Regions from separate parts of the Callithrix jacchus genome. Here region 2 is linked to region 1. A link is a contact called in public Hi-C data. All regions are on one chromosome and are shown on one strand. Each heading gives the region's core, a stretch centred on a gene start, on an enhancer-like site or on the middle of the called end of the contact. The rest is flanking DNA. Distances are from core to core; before and after follow the strand shown.

What was found. A called contact is a pair of places that touch in the nucleus more often than the background predicts.
Region 2: a Hi-C map of skeletal muscle shows a contact between it and region 1, with 5 times the contacts expected there. The contact joins two enhancer-like sites. A contact is called at or near these places in 2 of 3 Hi-C or Micro-C datasets (both in skeletal muscle).

The regions. Positions count from the first base shown.
Region 1 is chr1:73,710,666-73,716,429 of calJac240_pri, reverse strand. No RefSeq gene overlaps it. Among named protein-coding and RNA genes, the nearest start is that of GADD45G, 270 kb to the right of the region's middle. Within about 2 kb of position 3,204, at least 3 of the 16 cell types and tissues checked have an H3K27ac peak or open chromatin away from gene starts, as enhancers often do. A contact at or near this core is called in skeletal muscle, where this site is marked.
Region 2 is chr1:73,940,566-73,946,329 of calJac240_pri, reverse strand. No RefSeq gene overlaps it. Among named protein-coding and RNA genes, the nearest start is that of AUH, 330 kb to the left of the region's middle. Within about 2 kb of position 2,634, at least 5 of the 16 cell types and tissues checked have an H3K27ac peak or open chromatin away from gene starts, as enhancers often do. A contact at or near this core is called in skeletal muscle, where this site is marked.

The sequences.
Region 1 (5,764 bases), core at 1,955-4,454:
GGAAATGAAGCTTTCTGCTCATTTACTCACCACCCAGCATGCACAGAAGGCAAACAGGGAGACAGTTTTACCGAGAGAACCATCTGTGTGGGTCAGCTCAGGCCGTGGTAATAAAGTGCCACAGACTCGGCAGCGTAAACAGCAGAGCTGTATTGTCTCGCATCTCTGAAGGCTGGACGTCCAAGACGAGGCTGTCGCCAGTGCTGATTCCCTCTGAGACCTCCCCTTGGCCTGCCGATGGCGTCTTCTCCCTGCAGGCTCACATGACCATCCCTCTGTGTGTACCTAATCTCTTCTTCCCCGGACACGGGTCCTATTGACTCAGGGGCCCCGTAATGACCTTATTTTACCTTATTCACCTCTTTAATGGTCCTGTCTCCAAACACACTCACATTCTGAGGTCCTGGTTTCAACTCCAACATACGAATTTGAGGAAACAGAGGTCAGCCCATCACACCACCCCAACCCTCAGTTGGAGGGTGGCGTGTCTACGCATCTAAGAGGTCACTGTGTTTCTGTGTGTGAGAAGCCCAGGTGTTTTGGGGAAACGCAGTAGCTCCAGCTTGCACTCCGTGTCCTTTCTTATGCACATGGCTCTGAAGCCCTCTGCAGCAACTTTTAAAGGGAAAAAACAATTTTTTAAAAATGTCATGGAGCAATTGACAAGTCAGGCTGAGAAGCTGAGGAGGTGTGGGCTGGGGAGGAGAGATGTGGAGGGCCCTGCAGAGGACAAGGCATCCCAAGACGGAGAGGGAGGACCGTAGGAGTGAAACCCATTTGTCCAGGCACATGGCTGAGCTGGGAGCAACAGGACCCAACCATTTTATTTATTTACTTACATATTTCATCCTTTAAAAATTTTACTTTTTTATAAAACGTTTTAAACATTTTTCTTTCTTTTTTTTTTTAAGAGACAGTTCCCTCTCCGTTGCCTCTCCTGGCCTCAGGTGATCATCCCATCTGTTTCCATCGCAGCTCAGCTTACAGGCATGAACCACCACACCTGACTGAGGAGGAGTCTTTAGGCCTTGGGGAGCTGTTGTCCCCCATAGTCCTGTGGACTTATGTGACTGATGAAGTAGCCAGCTGGAAGGCTTCAGGACAAGGGCTGAGCATGTGCCTGCCCTTCCGCCACCAAAAGCAAATGTGGCAGGGACCCCACAGGACACATTGAACTTCCGCACCAGATGGGGAGGTGCATGGATGCCCTCGTGAGCTGCCAGTGCTGCCTTCCCCTGCCCTCAGGACCCTTCCTCCACAGCTGGCACTCTGGGGGATCTGCCGAGTAGGAAGAAGGAATCAGGCTCTTGAATAAAGATGGGAAGGCCAGGTGACTACAGTTCCTAAACATGCACCCAGGGCCTCTCGGCCCAAGGCAGGAGAGCTTCGCAGGCAGTTTAACTCACATTAAACTGATGACTGCTTCTGTCAGAAAAAGAGTAGAAGAAAAAAAATTAAAGTGAACAAAAAAGGGACAGAGAAAGAGATCAGTGCGTGAGCTGCCCAGCAGTTTTTCTCTCTGTTTGCAGTTTCTAAGAAGAAGCAGAATTTCAGGCACACACAGGACTTCTTGGTTACCGTGGGCATAGACACACAGCAGGAGCCAGTGAGGAGCTGGCCAGGCCTTGGGGAGCCACTGCCTGGACACCCGGGGAGCTGGCCTGCCCACTTTCCTCTGGCCCCAGTGACAAGCCACTCCAGGAGGCCCCCATCTAGATGTTCCTCAGACTTCAACCCCAGCATAAACCCAAACAAGCCAGGGGTTGAAGGAGGTCACGTCGAAGCCCTACCGAAACTTGGCAGTCAGATGTCAGGGAGCACTTGGCCATGCAAACCAGACTCATGGATTTACACAACAAACAGGACGTGCCCAAGCCTGGTTGTTTAGACTGTTCCCCCATGGGAGTTTTCATTGCAGAATTCAGGCCTCCTCCTTGGATGCCCTGAACACAGCCCAGCCTGGGCTGGCTGGCACTGCAGGAGCAGATCCTATCACCTTTCTCCAGCTGGGACTTCTTTAATACTGGCTGTGTAAGCAGCCTGCCTCAGCATCCAAGAGGCACTCGAGGGTCTTCCAGGAGCAGGAGGATGTGCAGTGGGCTGCTGCTCGCCAGCCCCGCCGCCCAGACGTCTCCACCGGGTGCTTCCCAGAGGAAAGTAGAGTGCTCCTGAGAGACCTGGGCAGCAGGAGGCAGGACTAGTTAGGGCCTGTGGCCCTGTGTGTGGACAGAGGGTTGGGCCACATCTCTCCTTTGTGCACTCTGTTCATTGATAACTGCTTGCCGAGCATCTGGGACTGCAGGGGACGTGCCTGTGAGAGGCACAGTTCTGGCTCTCTTAATGTTTGTAGAGGGGCGGAGAGGAGCCCAGTGCCAGACCGGAAATGTCGCATTCAGAGAAATGGTGATGGCGGCAGTGGAAAGTCCAGAGGAGGCCATGCTGAACAGAGCCGTCCCCTGTGAGGATGATATCCTTCCAAACTGGGCACCTCTGGTCAGCTTTCAGCCCAATCGGCAGTTTATTTCCAGTTCATTTCCAGTTCAGTGGGGTGCCCCAGTTAATCAGTTTGGAAAGATTCTCCTCATGTTTGGGAAGAGCTGCGCTCACACCTTAAAAGTGGGATTGGATTTCAAGAGCTTCCATGAGGGTGCAGGGTCTCCAGGTTCCCCAAAATTCTCCGAACAGTTACTTAATTTACCACCTCAAGGGGCCTCTGAACAACACTCGGAGAACTGAGGAGGATTTTCCCATTTCACAGATGGAAACAGAGGCTGGGGCCATCCAGGGGTGGTCCGGGACACAGGTGAGCAGGGAGAGACAGGATCCCCAGGGCCCATGCTTGGCTCAGCACTGCCCTGAGAAGTCAGGACGGGGCTGCAGAGAGCACACTGACAGATCCTCAGCCTGACCTATGATACCACACCCTGACAGTCAGACCCGCCACCAGTTATGGGCTGGAAAAGAAATAACTTTGTACTTGTCTACTTTACACCTGATGCTCTATGTGCATTAACTTACTCAATGATCATACCATCCCCATGAGATGTGCAAGGTTAACCTTGGGAAACTGAGCTTTCTAAGAATTAGTAACCTGCTGTCATCACATGGAAAATGACATATAAGAGAGTGGAACTCAGCCCTCCCTGCACCCACAGTCCACCCTCCACCTTCATACTGCCTGATGGTGCTCGGAGAACTCTGGCAGGGTCTGGGGTGGCGAGAGGGAGGCCTGGAGTCCCTCCAAGGACTCTGAGACCCTCAAATGCAGGCACCCAGACCTGCAGCGTCAGGACAGAAAACCAAGACTCCAGTGTGAGCCCAGGGCTCTGTGAGTCCACAGCCCCCCAGATGAGAAGAGCTGAGAGAGACAGCCCAGTCCCCTACAGGGGCCACATGCCCAGAGCAAGTGCAGGCAGGCAGGAGAGACTGAGAATCAGGGCCTGCCTCAGGCCTGGCACTGGGGTGGGCTTTGGGACACTCCACCTGGGCAAGGAGGGATAGATGCTGCGCACCTGGTCCCAACTGGGGGACAACTGATCACCTCTGCTCTGTACAGTACACATAGTAGAATGTGGGACAGATAATTCCAGGGAGCTGCCCTTTCTAATTAGGTGGAAAAGTCAGCATGAACTTCAAACAGGACAAAAATAGGATTCTAAAAATAGCCCTGGGGGAACTGTGAGAGTAGCTGGAGGTACTGTCTGGAAAGTTCCAGAGCCTGGGCAGGACTGTTCCCACATGACCTCCAAACTAAGGGGAAGCCTCAGCTGACCTCAGCAGACCTCCAGATGTAGCGAGAGCCGAGAAAGTCAGCGTGTGGGATAGGATGGGTGGGAAAATTGCTCAGGGCTCCGGGGGTGCACATCTGCACATTTATGGCCCTGGGAGTCTTTCTCACGGTGCTATCTGCTTGATGGCTCTTTAAATATTGCATGGAGTTGCACACATGCTCCTGTGTACACGGGTTGTTCCTGCAGATATAAGCATATGTTTATCAGGGATGTGATGGGTCGCCAGGCCTTCCCAATACTCCCTATGCAGAGTGTAGTCCCTGCACCGGAGCAATGGCAGTACCCAAGAGCGGGCTAAAACCACAGGCTCCAGCCTGCCCCAGACCCTCTGAGTCAATACTCACATTTCTACAGGGTCCAGGGGTGACTCAGTGTCCAGCAAAATGTGAGAAGCCTGGCTCCAGGCTTGTCCCAAAGCACAGGGATAGGGCTGAGGGTCTCAGGGGGTTTTCCTGGGGGTCTAGCCCCCAGCACACAGGGACTGCTGTAGGCTGGGGTGGAAGATAGGGACCTGAGGTGTAGCTGTTGGCTGACAGCCCCTGCCTGTCCAGGCTGTCTGGGACCCCTGATGTCACTGTAACACACAGAGGCATTCCCGAATTCCCGGCTCCTGCACACTGAGAAAGTCCCAGTTGCACAGGACCTTCCAAATCACTTACCAAAGCTCCTACTACACCACAGGACAGGCCTCTACAGGGAGTGCAATTGGTAGGCTCCTTCATTCAAGGGCTCCCAGACTTGCTGGGGGACAGATGTGCAAAGCAGGTAATGACAGAATACCATGGGGCTGAGGGACCGAGCTTCGGCTCCAGAGTTGCCAGACCACAGACAGCAACCAGCCAGTTAGCCAGCTGTAGCATAGGGTCCAGCCAGCCTGGAATCTCTGACACCCGTACAAGATATGCGCTTTTCTTTCTGTAAGCACATCTTTCCCTTTGTGTGAAATTGTTGTTTTAATTGAAATGTAATTTACATCCAGCACAGAGCATCCATCTTTAGAATACAGTCTGGCCCTGTCCAGCACAAGCATCGTCTGATAAAATTCCCACCAAGGCTTTGTTTCCTTGCAGTCAGCTCCTCCCTTGCTGATTTGCCTGTTCTTTTCTTGCAACGTATTTTCCTACTTTCTCTAATAAAGCAGGCTTTCTCTACCTACAACCGTCTTGGTAACTTATTTTTACTGCCCATGTGCACCGGCCCCAGTTGCTACCCACGACATCAGCCACAATTTGTTTGTGCTGCAGCATCTTCGTGTATATTTTTTGCAGATATGTGTACTCATTTCTCTTGAGTATATTTCAAGGAGTGGGGTTGCTGGGTCATGGAGCATTTGTGGTAGATGTTTGGTGAGCTTTAGTGGACACCACCAAACAGCTTTCCCCCTGGGAATGCTCAGTCCCTGGGGTCCTAGCCAATCAGGAACACTAGGGGTGGTACTGTGATGGTCAGTCAGCTCTGGTGGCAATACAGACATCCTCCTCTGTTGTCTAAGCCTGCATGGGCATAGCTGTGGGCCCAGCCTGGTGAGCCCAAGGTCCAACGTCCGACAGCCCCATGAACCGATGACTCTCTGAAACCCTGCCACCTCCCAGGACTCCTTGGCCATAAGCCCCTGTAACCCATGAGACCCTAAAGGTAACCCTCCCATCCTGGACTGTCTCCCTGTCCCCTTGGTTATCCCCAATCTGCCTCCAACCAGAGGCATTGTCTCTCTATTCTGCCCTCTCTCAGGGTGAATCCACATACCACCTCAGGGAGTTCAGAATTTTGCAGAAAAGCTTAGAACAGGGCTGCTGTTAGGCTCAATATCACAAATCCCAATGAAACCAAAAAGTGCCAAGGCCTGGCTTCTGTGTTGCAGTGTGTTGTGTTGTGTTGTATTCTGTTGTGTTGTGCTGTGTGTGCTGGGCTGTACCATATTGTACTGCACTGTGTTCTATTGTGTCATGTTGTATCTTTAATGGGAAAAGATA
Region 2 (5,764 bases), core at 1,385-3,884, 230 kb before region 1:
GTGCGTGTGTGTGCTGTTGTTTTGGTGTGTGGTGGTACCCATATATATGGTGTGGTGCGCATGATGTGTGTGGTATGTGTGTTGTTTGTGTGGTATATGGTCCATGTATCTGGTGTGGTGCATGTGTGTGATGTGATGTGTTTGATATGTGTGTTGTGTGCAGACGTGTATGTGGATGTATGTATATGTATACACTACATATATACTTGCACACAACAGTGTGTGGCATGGTGTGGTGTGTGTGGTTTGTGTGTGGGGTGTGGTGTGTGTGTGGTGTGGTGTATGATGTTATGTGATGTGTATGTGGTGTGGGGGGTATAGGGTGTGTATGTGGTGTGTGGTGCACTGTGGTGTGTGTATGGCGTGATGTGGTGTGAGGTGGAGTGTGTGTGATGTGATGTGTGTGTGTGGTGTGGTGTGTGATGTGTGTGTGTGGTGTGGTGTGTGATGGTATGTGATGTGTATGTGGTGTGTGGGGTATAGGGTGTGTATGTGGTGTGTGGTGCGCTGTGGTGTGTGTATGGTGTGATGTGGTGTGAGGTGGAGTGTGTGTGATGTGATGTGTGTGTGGTGTGGTGTATGATGGTATGTGATGTGTATGTGGTGTGGGGGGTATAGGATGTGTATGTGGTGTGTGGTGCGCTGTGGTGTGTGTATGGTATGATGTGTGAGGTGGAGTGTGTGTGATGCGATGTGATGTGTGTGGTGTGGTGTATGATGGTATGTGATGTGTATGTGGTGTGTGGGGTATAGGGTGTGTATGTGGTGTGTGGTGCACTGTGGTGTGTGTGTGGTATGATGTGGTGTGATATGGAGTGTGTGTGAGGTGTGTGGTGCAGGTAAGGGGGTGTGTGGTGTTATATATGTGTGATGTGATGTGTGTGGTTCATGTATGCGAGGTGTATAGCATGATGTGGAGTGTGTGTCTGATGTGTGGTGTGATGTGACATGTGTGGTGCATGTACATGGGGTGTGTAGTGGGATGTGGGATGTGTGTGGTGTGATGTGAGGTGTGTGTGTTGTGATGTAGTGTGTGCTGTGTGTGATGTGATGTGTGTGTGTGAAGCAAGGGGGCCCTTGCTCCACAGACACCATGGTGAGGAGAGGAGCAGCTGGGTTAGGATAGGAGGCAGTGCCTGCCTGGCCTGGGTACACAGGTGAGAACAGCAGGCTCCGCCCTCAGTGAGTCTGGACTCTGGTTCTCAGCAACAGCATGAAGAGGTCAGAATCCTGGGCAGCGACAGTTGCCTGGCACCATTGCCACTCCGCCTTTCACTTCAAACCTTCCCATCTGGGTCACCATCAAATGGAGAGGAGCTAGGCTGAGTGTGCTTTCGATGGATGCTCCTTGCAGGGCTGGAGGGCATTTTCCTTTCTCCTTTAAGCTCCTGTGCTTCCTGTCATTGTCACCAGCTAGAAAGAAAGCAATGCATCTTGCCTTTTGCCGCTTTTTTTTTTTTTAGTTGGAGTCTTTCTCTGTCACCCAGGCTGGAGTGTAGTGGCGCAATCTTGGCTCACTGCAACCTCCATCTCCCAGGTTTAAGCAATTTTCTGCCTCAGCCTCCTGAGTAGCTGGGATTACAGGCACCTGCCACTGCGCCCAGCTAATTTTTTTGTATTTTTAGTAGAGAAGGGGTTTCACCATCTTGGCCAGGCTGGTCTCGAACTCCTGACCTTGAGATCCATCTGCCCTAGCCCCCCAAAGTGTTGGGATTACAGGCGTGAGCCACCGTGCCTGGCCTGTGTCTTGTCTTTTAAGTCCATTTTTATGAACTCCCACTGATTGCAGAAAGCTAGCTGAGTGCGTGGTGTTGCTCTCCCCTCTCCCACCTGTGGACGGGTGAATGTGACGCCACACTCTGCCAGCTGCCCTGATGTAACCTCTCTGCTGGTGGTGGGGATAATTATGACTGTGCTGATCTTCTTTGGAAAGGACAATGGAAAAATCTGGCCCCAATCCTTTAGCCTGGGCCATCTGATAAGAAGGTTCTGGGAGAGGTTGATAATGAAGTTCTTCCAGGTATAAATGTGATTTGGTTCACAGACAAACAAGGCCTTGGAAGAAAGGTACACTCACACCTGGGTGCCCTTGTGGCCTGGAGGGGTTACAGTGCCCAGAGCACACTGCTTGCTGCTATGTGGGTCTCTGGGAGCCCCATTTCCTCCTCTGTAAAATGGCCACGTTGCCTCACCTACTCCAAGAGCATTAGGAGAATTAAATGAGATCATGTGTCTGGGAAGGCTTTGTAAGCTAAAGCCATGGGCGTGGTGTCTGCTGCTGCTGCTCCCGGAAAGTTCAGTATTTTCTGGGAACTGCTGCTGCTCCTGCATCCCCTCATCTGGGCTGATGCCTGCTCTTTCCTCCTCGCCTTCCAATAGCCCCTCAGAGCTCAGCCTGCACCCCAGGAGATCTGGCATTTCTGTCAGTTAGAGGGCACAGCACATGAACTCCCAGCCCCGCCAGCCTCCTATGCCAACCCTCTCCCCAAACCCCTCGTCCAGGCTTGCAGGAGTTAATTCTGAAGGCTCCTGGCTGCTGGCGTAGCCCCTTGGCCTGTGGAAAGTGAGACAGCATAAGTCACGGCAGCTCTGCAGAGCTGGGGTGTCAACACTGAACTGTTCTAAAGGGAACACTGAGAAACTTGCCTCTGGGTGGCCTCTCAGTTCCATCTCTGGTGTGCATTTATTTCAGAGCCAGAGAGACCGCAAGTGTTGTGTTCATTCACCCACATTCTGGGCCTGGGCACACTGTACCAATGTTACCCTTTGCCTCGGAACAAGCCTGCTGGTGCCAGTGTTCCTTTGGTTCAGCCCTGGGGATGCAGCGTGTCCCCATTAGCTGATCACAGAGCCAAGGATTGAAAGAGGGGGCTGGCTGCCTTACTCTGCAGTGGCCGTTGGCTGCTCCCAAGTGAATCTGACCTTTTTCCTTGATTATTTGTGTCACAGTCTGTACATATCCGGTTTTTTCCTACTCCAGGGTCAGGCTGCAGGTGAGATGCTGTGGCTTGGACTCATATAGATACACTGAATATGTTTATTAGACTCTAGGGACTATTTATCATGAAAGGGAACTTGTTCTCCCAGAAAGGCAGTTCTCGACTTCTCGCTGCCCTCCCAGGGGCTGACAAGCTTGCCAAGACATTCAAGTCCGCTGCCAGGGTTTCTTTTCAAGACAGACACCTGTCTACAGAACTGTGGTTACTCAACTTCTCCACCCTGTCGGGAGCCAAAGAGCAGTTGCCATAACTTCAAGTTCGGGAGACCATCAAGGCATCTAGACTTCTGGAAAAACTCCCTGGGTATGCATCGCTGGAGGGATTCACCTCTTCTCCAAGGTGCTGTCTTCAATTGTACAACTCTCAAGTGCAGGCCATGCCGTCTCCCCTGCTCGACCAGGGAAAAGCAATCGTCTGCAAGGCACTGGACCTGCCTAGAGTCATGGCTGATATAAAATGAGGTGCAGGAGAATTTCACTCCTCTGAGGTGTCTTACTGGGGTAACGGTGTGGACCCAATGCACACACAGGTCAGTCTGTAAATGGTGTGAGCTCTTTTGGACAAATCACAATGAACTTGTTTGCATATTGAACCAAAAAAGATAGTTTTCTTTCCCTCTTGTTCAGCTTTTTCCCCATACATTCAAACAATAATAAGATGAATAATAATGGTGGTTGTGTGACCTGACTCCAGCAAACAAACTCCAGCAAAGGTGAGAAAGCTGGGCACATGTACCCTGAGCTTGGCAGCCGGTCAATTGCTGCCTTCTCCAGGGCTGCTCCAGGATGTCCTCTGACTCAGCGAGGTGGCAGCGTCCCGAGTCACAGATCCCCTGGGGGCCTTGCACCTATCCAGGGCTTGGAGGGCATCTGCAGGTTTGGCTTTGTCTGAGATCCCCCTCTTCAATATTAAACAGGCTCCACACAGGAAAACCAACAGTGTGCAGGTTGTAGTCCTCACTGTAACTAATAATTGCTACCAAAACAGAGAGTGGTGTCAGTGCCAACTTTCTTGAGAGTTTACTAAGATCAGAAGCGTCTTTGTACAACACTTCTCTGTGAGTGTCCATAGGCAGGACAGAGCTGGGGAGAAGGATGACCTCAGGGCAGGTGCTGGGTAGCACCTGTCAGACTTGCGTCTCAGCAGCGACAGAGCGGCAGCTGGTGCAGTTTACTGTCGCAGGCAAAGAGGAGCTGTTCACGGCTGCTAGCTTAGTAATTTGTAGATAATGAGCTCCTGGTAGAAGCCTGTGGGTTTCAGAGCATATGCTCCAACAGATGGGCTGGCCTCGGCAAGGATGGGGGTGCATTTGGACCTGTCAGTCACTGGCTTCCAGCTTCTGGGAGGGAAGAAGCCTGGCAGAAGGAAAGGTTAGCCACAGAAGCACATTTCCACACAGGCTGGACATGGCCCACAGTGATCCCCTCACCTTGCAGGCACCTGTGGAGCCGCCTGCCTTCAGATCAGTCCCAAGTCATTACAAGAGGGGCAAACTCTTAACTAGATCTGTGGTTCTCCAAGTGGGTCCCCAGATGGGCAGCAGCCCCAGGAAACCTGTCAGATATGTGAATTATAGCCGCTCCAAGTCTGGTGGGTGGGAAACTCGGGTAGGTCCCTCAATCTGTGTTGGAACAAACCTCTCAGAGGATTCCTGGGTGAGCTGAGGTTCGAGAAGCACTGAACAAGCTCATTATCCCCATAAGGACCAGAAGAAGTGTGGGATCTCCTCCTTTCCACCCTGATGTCTTAGGCCCAGTGTGTTGTCCACACAAAATGTGATCCAAGTGGAATTCCTCGAGGGGCTGTAAAAGGAAAGGGACTCTGCAAAGTAATTTCATCTCTCCTCAAACTTGTTTCAGATTGAAACATTGTATGTTTTCCTCAAACTTGTTTCAGATTGAAACATTGTAAATCCCAGAAAGAGAACACCTGGCAGGGAGGTGATTTTCCATGTGAAATACCCCTAGAAGAGCAAATTCTGGAGAGAAATAAAGGACTAATCTTAGTCTTGAATTTGCGAATATTCCATTTAGTAATAAAACAAGATTAAGCTTGCAGTGCTATAGATCTTGCCAATTAAAAAAGCAGAGCAAAGAAAACAAAACAAAATAAACAAACAAAAACGCAAACAGTTGCTGAAGACATTGTTGCAGAATCAGTGCTCTAGGTTGGATTGATGAGGCTCTCATCATCAACCCGGCAGCAGCATCGGAGTCCTACAGAGGCTGCTGCAGAGGCTGCAGGCCATTTTCAGGCACATACTTTGGAAGACCCAATGGAGACCCTGAGCCGACCCAGAGTAGGAAGCTTCTGCTACCACCCACCCCCAACAATCCCATCCCAAGCAGAGGACATGCCCACTGCCTTGGAAGTCCAGAGAGAGACAAGAATGCCATGGTACTATATGCTGAATTGGCTTTTATTAAGTGAAGTGTTTCTCCAAGTCACTTACGCTGACTGGGCTTTTAGTTTCTTCACCTGTAAAATGGACGTATTAATACCACTTTCAAATACATTTTGCAGGTGTTAAATGAGACATGCTGCAGGTAGCATCTGGCCCAGACTGATACTGTTGTTTTGAGAATCTGGATTGCCACCCGTTAGTGGAAAGGAAAATCAATCCAGTAGGTCATGGTTCTAATTGATTTTTTCTCGTTGATTCTAAATGATTTACTGGGGATTTGTATTTAAATCTTCTGAGTCATATTTTATATTAACTTTGTTATAGTTTATCATGCATAGTGAGAATAGGCTTTTCATGAAAC